2 separate regions of the Xenopus laevis genome follow, and region 1 is linked to region 2. The links are chromatin contacts, called in public Hi-C maps. All regions are on one chromosome and are shown on one strand. Each heading gives the region's core, a stretch centred on a gene start, on an enhancer-like site or on the middle of the called end of the contact. The rest is flanking DNA. Distances are from core to core; before and after follow the strand shown.

What was found. Hi-C and Micro-C count contacts between places; a contact is called where the count stands out from the background.
Region 1: a contact with region 2 is called in a Hi-C map of the XTC cell line, with 5 times the contacts expected there. The contact joins the promoter of srd5a3.L here to the enhancer-like site in region 2. A contact is called at or near these places in 2 of 4 Hi-C or Micro-C datasets (the XTC cell line and animal cap).

Annotation. Positions count from the first base shown.
Region 1 is chr1L:42,129,858-42,133,370 of Xenopus_laevis_v10.1, reverse strand. srd5a3.L (polyprenol reductase-like) reads right to left here and starts at 1,736. Exons shown (of 5, transcript XM_018229982.1): 1 at 1,435-1,736; 2 at 1,116-1,267. The coding sequence starts at 1,721.
Region 2 is chr1L:42,017,069-42,020,950 of Xenopus_laevis_v10.1, reverse strand. No RefSeq gene overlaps it. Among protein-coding and RNA genes, the nearest start is that of LOC108698463, 55 kb to the left of the region's middle. Within about 2 kb of position 1,365, at least 1 of the 7 cell types and tissues checked has an H3K27ac peak or open chromatin away from gene starts, as enhancers often do. A contact at or near this core is called in animal cap, where this site is marked.

The sequences.
Region 1 (3,513 bases), core at 487-2,986, 110 kb before region 2:
TTGTATTCTAGAAAACATAGACATTTCTTAATTAATCATAAGCCAAAAACATTTTTCAGCACAAGCCCTATTTATTCAGCTAATTTCACTGGGTAGTGCCAGTATTAATTTTAAAAATAATTAAATAGCATAGAAGTGCATGCCCCCATGCTGGCTGATGAGCCTGTTTTCTCAGACGAACTGCACCCATAAGCAGCTGCTGGAACAAATCTACTGCAAAACAGACTGAGGTGGGCACAATTACACTCGGCACAATTATGCTGGGGCTAGTAATGTGTGGGTCCGGGTTTATCCCGACCCGCACCAGACCCTATCCCGCCCTACCTCAGCCCGCATCTGACTTCCGGGTTCCTTTTACAGACCCGCGCCAACCCACCCTGCCGATCACATCATAAAAGGGGCGGGCGAGCAGGCGGGCGGCCAGGGCCGGATTTACATAGAAGGCGCCCCTAGGCCCACTGCCGTCCATATTCCCTGCCCCCTCACCTTTATTCGTGCAAATTTTCATCATCATAGGGACTGGAGTAATGGGGATTGGAGTACTGGGAATTTAAGAAATGATTGAATCTCCAGCACATCCCCAGTGTTCTTGAACCGATGTGGGTGTGGTTGGGCAGCATGCCAGCCCCCAAAAATCCTGCCACCCTAGGCCCGGGTCTTGGTGGCCTTTCCACAAATCTGGGCCTGCGCGTGGCTGTAAAGCCCGGAAATCATTTGCTGGCATTTGAAGGCGGCGGGCGGGGAGAGCAGGAGAAGAGCTCAACCCGTACCTGCGAAGAGTAGTGCGAGGTCGGCCTGAACCCGCAGGTATCGGGCCGGCCCGCACATCACTAGCTCAGGCAGAATGCTTAATTGTGGGTAATAAAACATGACTAAAGGCCCCTTCAAGTTGTATATATAGCCAGGTCTGGACTGAGAATCAAAATAGGCCCTGGCTTTTTATGTGCAAAGAGGCCCAAACATCCCTCCACCAACCCAATTAATAGTGACTGCCTATGGCAATTTACAGCAGCAGCCCGTCTGGCATTTGCCATAACCCACAGCCAGTCCGGGCCTGTATATATCCATAAAGAAAGAACCAGAGTTGTCAGAGCAGTCCCACACGAATCACTCACCCAGGATCTGTGGTTCTGATCCAGCACGGAGGAAGCGAAGAACTACCTGTATCCATTCTGGAACCGGAACACTCTGAAAGAGTAAGCGATGGAGGATCCACAGAAGAAACCCATTCCAGATCAGAGAGACGCAATAAAAATGCCAGAAGCACCTGATGAGAAATAAAACATAGCCAGTGTATGCACCTTCTCCGCACATGCGCATTGGGTACATTCAGCTACTGCTGCTGCTGCTGGGACAGGGAGAGCAACTGAGAGCAGAGTCAGTCTTTGGTTAATGAGGAAACGGATCATCTTCACCAGACAGGATCCCACTTACCTCTTAGGGATATCAAACCACTGGAGCCATGCGGGGCGCTGCCGGCCGACTTTAGTCTTCCCATAGCGAATGAGATCATGGAAAACGCTGCACAAAAGGGAGCGCCCGCAGTCACAGCCTCGTAGCAGGTATAAGAGCAGAGCGCTAAGGAAAGCGACATCCAGCACCAGCCACACTAGTGCCAGCAGGCTCACTCCTGGCGGAAGCAGCTGCACCAGCAGCATGTTATACCATGTGTCATCCTCTCTGCCAGTGAGCAGCCGTCTGCCCAGAGACCACGCCCACATAGAGGGCGGGGGATAGTCCTGTCCTAAATAAAGTATTAGCTGGCTGTACTCTGCTGCCCCCTCCTGGTAAACAAGATGAATTGGACACTGGAAATTAGCCATTTGTAACGATGACACAGAGCTGCTGATTATTATTATTATTATCATCATCATCATCATCATTATGCAAAGCAAATGCTTCCTGTGCTTAGTAACTTGGGAAGCAATATTCAGTATGATAAGCTTCATATATTCTGTGAATTCTGTGCCTGGAGCTTTCTGTACATATGATGAGACTTTTCTGCTTCTGGATGGAAATTGCTGTTGTCTGGCAAATAAACTGGAACAATGCTTTTCCCTTTATATACTATACTATTCTGCCGTGCAAAACTACATTTGCTGAAAAAACTGTAAAAACCTCTGTAAAATAAATTTGATCAAGTTGTAAGTTTTGTTACGCAATGCGAACGCTAGGTTTGCCACTTATTGTACACTGTTTCAGACCTTTACAAGTAAGTTCCGGCTGCAGGCCCAGATTTGTGGAAAGGCCACCTAGGGTTGCCACCTGGCCGGTATTTTACTGGTCTGGCCGGTAAAAATGATGGTTGATCCCAACGTTATTAATAGGAAAAAAAGAATAATTTATAGGAAGGCCGGTATTTTTTTCCAGAAAAGGTGGCAACCCTAAGGCCACCTAGGCCTGGGCCTAGGGTGGCAGGATTTTTGGGGGGGCAGCATGCTGCCCAACCACACCCACATTGGTTCAAAAGCACTGGGGATGCGCTGGAGATACAATCATTTTTTAAATTCCCATGCGCCAATCCCCATTGCTCCGGTCCAGATGATGAAAATTTGCACAAATAAAGGGGAGGGGACAGGGGCGACGAACGTAGCCTAGGGGTGTCCACTACGTAAATCCGGCCCTGACCGGCTGAAGTTGCTGAAAGAAAAAGCTCTTTAAAGTAGGGATGCAACGAATCCACTATTTTGAATTCGGCTGAACCGAATCCGAAGGGGAAAATTTATATCCTTCCTTGTTTTGGGACAAAAAGTCACGCGATTTCCCTCCCCACCCCTAATTTGCATATGATTTAGAAAAAAGGCCGAATCCCGAATCGCAGATTTGGTGCATCCCTACTTTAAAGCAGACCTGTCACACAGACATAAAAAGCTGTATAATAAAAGTCCTTTTCAAATTAAACATGCAATCCAAATTCTTTTTTTTTTATTAAAGTATTCATAGCTGTTGTAAACTCATTTAAAAATCTCCACTTTCAATCAAATATTGCCTGCCCCTCCTCTATGCCTAAATATAATAATAATAATAACAGGGCAGACAATTACTTTCACTTTCCATTCAGCACCTAATTGATGTCACTGCTCTCCCCACATTACATACTGTAATAAAGTTGGAATAAACAGCTTCAAAGCAGTATTTTTCAAAAGGGTTGTACCCGAAACATGTAGTGTTTTGCACTGCTAATAAAAGAAACACATGCAGTTTGAAAATACTGCTTTGAAGCTGTTTATTCCAACTTTATTACAGTATCTTATACCTTTTGGGAGTGTGACACAGGCTCCTAGGAATTCACAGCGATACACTTTTTGAACTTATACGCTGGAACCAGCAATTTGTCTCACTCTCCTCACATTACCCCTGTTCTCTTTACCATGTAATTGTGTAACCAGGGCATGGGGATGGACATCAGGGCCTCCATTCTGGTGCACAAACAAGATTTTGAGATGATGCAAGACTTGCCTTAATAACAGTGTCCACAAAATGGCTCCTGCCTGCTTGTTATAATTATGAGTT
Region 2 (3,882 bases), core at 116-2,615:
AATAGAGGGGTAGAGAAGTCTAGAAATCCTTCTATACATCAGTGATGCCACAACTGTTGATATGATATTGTTTAGATTTTTTTGTCCCTAATTTCCTACAAAGGATTACAACAGGATTTGTCATTAGTACTAATGGGAAAAATACAAACCTGAGTATGGCATGTCTATATTGTTACTATTTACACATTACAAGATTACAACATGTTACATTTGCATACATTTTTATGAATAATAAAATGAAACTTGATTGTCACCTATATATATATATATATATATATATATATATATATATATATATATATGGTGTTTACCTGTGTGTGAATATCTATATTACCGGTAATACCCAAAAACATTTCAATAATATTGATATCTATTTCAACACTTGAACGGAAACATTCTATTCTTACCATTTCCATGAGGTTAAAAATAAGTGTGAGCCAGGCCCAGACTGTGTAAGTACAGTAATAGTCTTTTTCACTTTACCCTTCCTGCTTCTGAATAAAATGACAAGCTGTCAGCCCATTGTTACCCAATATTTACTATAGCTCCTCAGGAGTCGCTTGTCAGCTGCTGAGATGTTAAATAATCTTGCCTTGCCTCCCTGTACCGTCTTATTATGGTTTATAATTATACTCAGCTTTCCTAAAGATGATGCATTTTTCTGGCAGTTAGAAGAAAAACAACGTTCGGGTGCACCTAATGCTATTTATAATTGACTCAGTTCTGCTCTACTGCTTTGCACTTCAGATGACATTAAATCTATAAAAATAAACTCTGTGTAATCCTCCTACTTTACTAGTTTGGTCAACCACTTTCACCAATCATTGCTCGTGACCATTATGGAGCTAGAATATTGTGGTTTAAAATTTCTTTAGCTAGCTATTTGCTTTTAATTCTACTTCTCTCGTGTTATTGTTAAATTATATAATACAAATAGACTAGAATAGGAGACAGATTTAGCTTTTTTCAGAGAATATATTAAAAAAGTTCCGTAAGTATTTGGAATTGTTCGATGTATCGACAACAAAAATGAAAAAAACACATGCCTTTTACAGTATGGCTGCCCCTTCGCTTTGTTCATTTAAATGGAAAAAGGGTATTTGACATGTACAAACTGATTGTAAAATTCAGAAATGTGTCCCCATTAGACACATAGAAAATGCCCCCCAGCCTCAAAACGACAAGATTATAGTACGGGAGAAAGCTCTATATCCATTTAGACATCAGGATTCTTTCATATTAAATAAAACAAATGCAAAAATCTGAATGAATAACAAAAGGCTTAATCATTGCTACAGCCTGGACTATAAATACCTTTGCCCACCTTGCATTCCTTTGATGCTCCCCATCTCTCATTGAGAGATATTCAAGGTGTGCCAAACCAGAAAAACAACTGGAGACCCCCCAGCAGGGAGGGGATCACATTAACCTTCCTGATTTCCCATTTCCTGCTGCCCTTTAATGTTTGCCCATGAATAGTTTTGTCTTTATATATTTGGCCCACACCTCTTTGCTTCACTCCAGGAGTTTTTCCATCTGGTGAGGCTAATATAACTCTGTAGGCAACTAATAATAGATTCACAAGATAAAGGACAGTTGGGAGCAGCGAAGTTAATGACCATTGCCTAAATTATTGGTTTATTTATTTCAAAGCAAACTGCGTGCTTAGTCAATTCTAACTCTACAGTGCAGGTGGCACTTTGTTAAATGTGGACCTTTGGTTTTGTTTTAAATAAAAAAAAATCTGGTACAGGTATGGAACCTATTATCCAGAATGGGGTTTTCTGGATAACGGGTCTTTCTGTAATTTGGATCTTTTTACCTAAACCTAATAGGCTGGTTTTGCTTCCAATAAGGATTAATTATATCTTGGATCAAGTACAAGGTCCTGTTATATTATTACAGAGAAAAAGGAAATCATTTTAAGAAATTGGGATTATTTGATTATAATGAAGTCTATGGGAGACAGCCTTTTCAGTAATTTGGAACTTTCTGGATAACGGGTTTCCTGATAACAGATCCCATACCTGTGTCTGTTTAGCTGATGGCACAATTTCAACTAAACCAAATGTAAACAAATAAGTAGGGTGGAAAAGCTGCAGATGATGGTTCTGTGCCTGCCCAAGGCAACCATAGCCCTTTAGCAGTAAAGATCTGCGTCTCCAAAGATACCCCAGTAGCTCCCCATCTTCTTTTCTGCTGATTCACTGCACATGCTCTGTGCTACTGTCACTAACTGAGTCTAGGGACCTTCTCACAATATACTGAATATATAAATATTTATATATATAATATAAATGTCAGGTGGTACATGGTAGCTCAGAAACAGCACAATTAGAATCAGAGTTTAATAATCACCCCTGAGCATCGGCTTCTAAGGTGAACTCAATTTCTGCTTGATCATTTGCAAAACTCCTAAGCTTCGCTTCTCAACTACTGCACTGAGCATGTGCAGTGTCACTGACACTTCTAGCAGGATCCAAGATAGGGAGTTCCAATGCTGAGTTTTGGCCAGATACCAGTCTGGTAGATATGTCAGAGTGCCACATACACAGGCAGATAAGCTGCCAACACAAGCAAACAAGCTTACAATCTAGGAAACCACATGCTCAATTCATCTATATTAAGATATGTATATGTATATATGCACCTCTGTCTCTCCTAGGAGACCGCTCAGCCTCCCCTCCTATAGCAGCTCCAGCTCCTCTTCAGGGGTGCTCAGTCCGCAGCGTCCCCACCGCTTAACTCAAACTGTGCCAAAGGAATGGACGGCACTCCACTTGAAGAGGAAAAAAGTCTTTATTGCAAGCTAAAACAGGGATCAAAGGCCCTACGCGTTTCGGGATACAATCCCTTAATCATAGGCAATGCCTATGATTAAGGGATTGTATCCCGAAACGCGTAGGGCCTTTGATCCCTGTTTTAGCTTGCAATAAAGACTTTTTTCCTCTTCAAGTGGAGTGCCGTCCATTCGTTTGGCACAGTTTATGTATATATGCAGATGCATGTGCCAGATTAATAGCATCCACATAAGAACTAAACCAGTACAAACAGTAGGATATCTCTGCACGCTGCTTAAAGAAGGTATAGAATGTTTTTTTTAACTTTATCAAAATAGATTTATTGCTATCATTTGAGCTGTTATAACCATACCTTCTCAGTGTGCAGAGTTATTATACTTTTTGGTTGTATAAAACTTGCAACTGACAGAATATGGATGTTGATTAAAGGGGTTGTTCACCTTTAAGCTTACTTTTAGTATGATGTAGAACGTGATATTCTGAGACCATTTGCATTTGGTTTTCATTTTTTAATATTTGTGGTTTTTATGTTGTTTAGCTTTTTATTCAGCAGCTCTATAGTTTTCCATTTCAGCGATCTGGTTGCTAGGGTCCATCTTACCCTAACAACCATGCATTGATTTGAGGGCCTGAATAGAAAGTGGAGTATTAAACGTAGCAATAACAATTAATTTGTAGCCTTACAGAGCCTTGTTTTTGCTGGGGTCAGTGACCCCCATTTGAAAGCTAGAACGAGGCAAAAGTGCAAGGCAATTAACTCAAAAACGATAAAGCATATATAATGAAGACCAACTGAAAAGTTGCTAGGATTTGGAAATTCTTCAACATTCTGAAAGTTATCTCAAAGGTGAACCACCCCTTTAAATGCATGGAACTGCAGCTTTACTGTATAAATCTCTGTAAAGCTGTATATCTGTACTGAATTTATTTATATTGAAATGGAAAAAGTTGTTAACCAGAGCATTTCTGTGTACAAGTTGGAGACATTTTTCTAGCTTGCATGAATAAGTGGATTTTCTGGTAATCGTTGCAGTAATACCTGCCATATAGAATCCCGGCCGTAAAACAAATGCATGTGCAA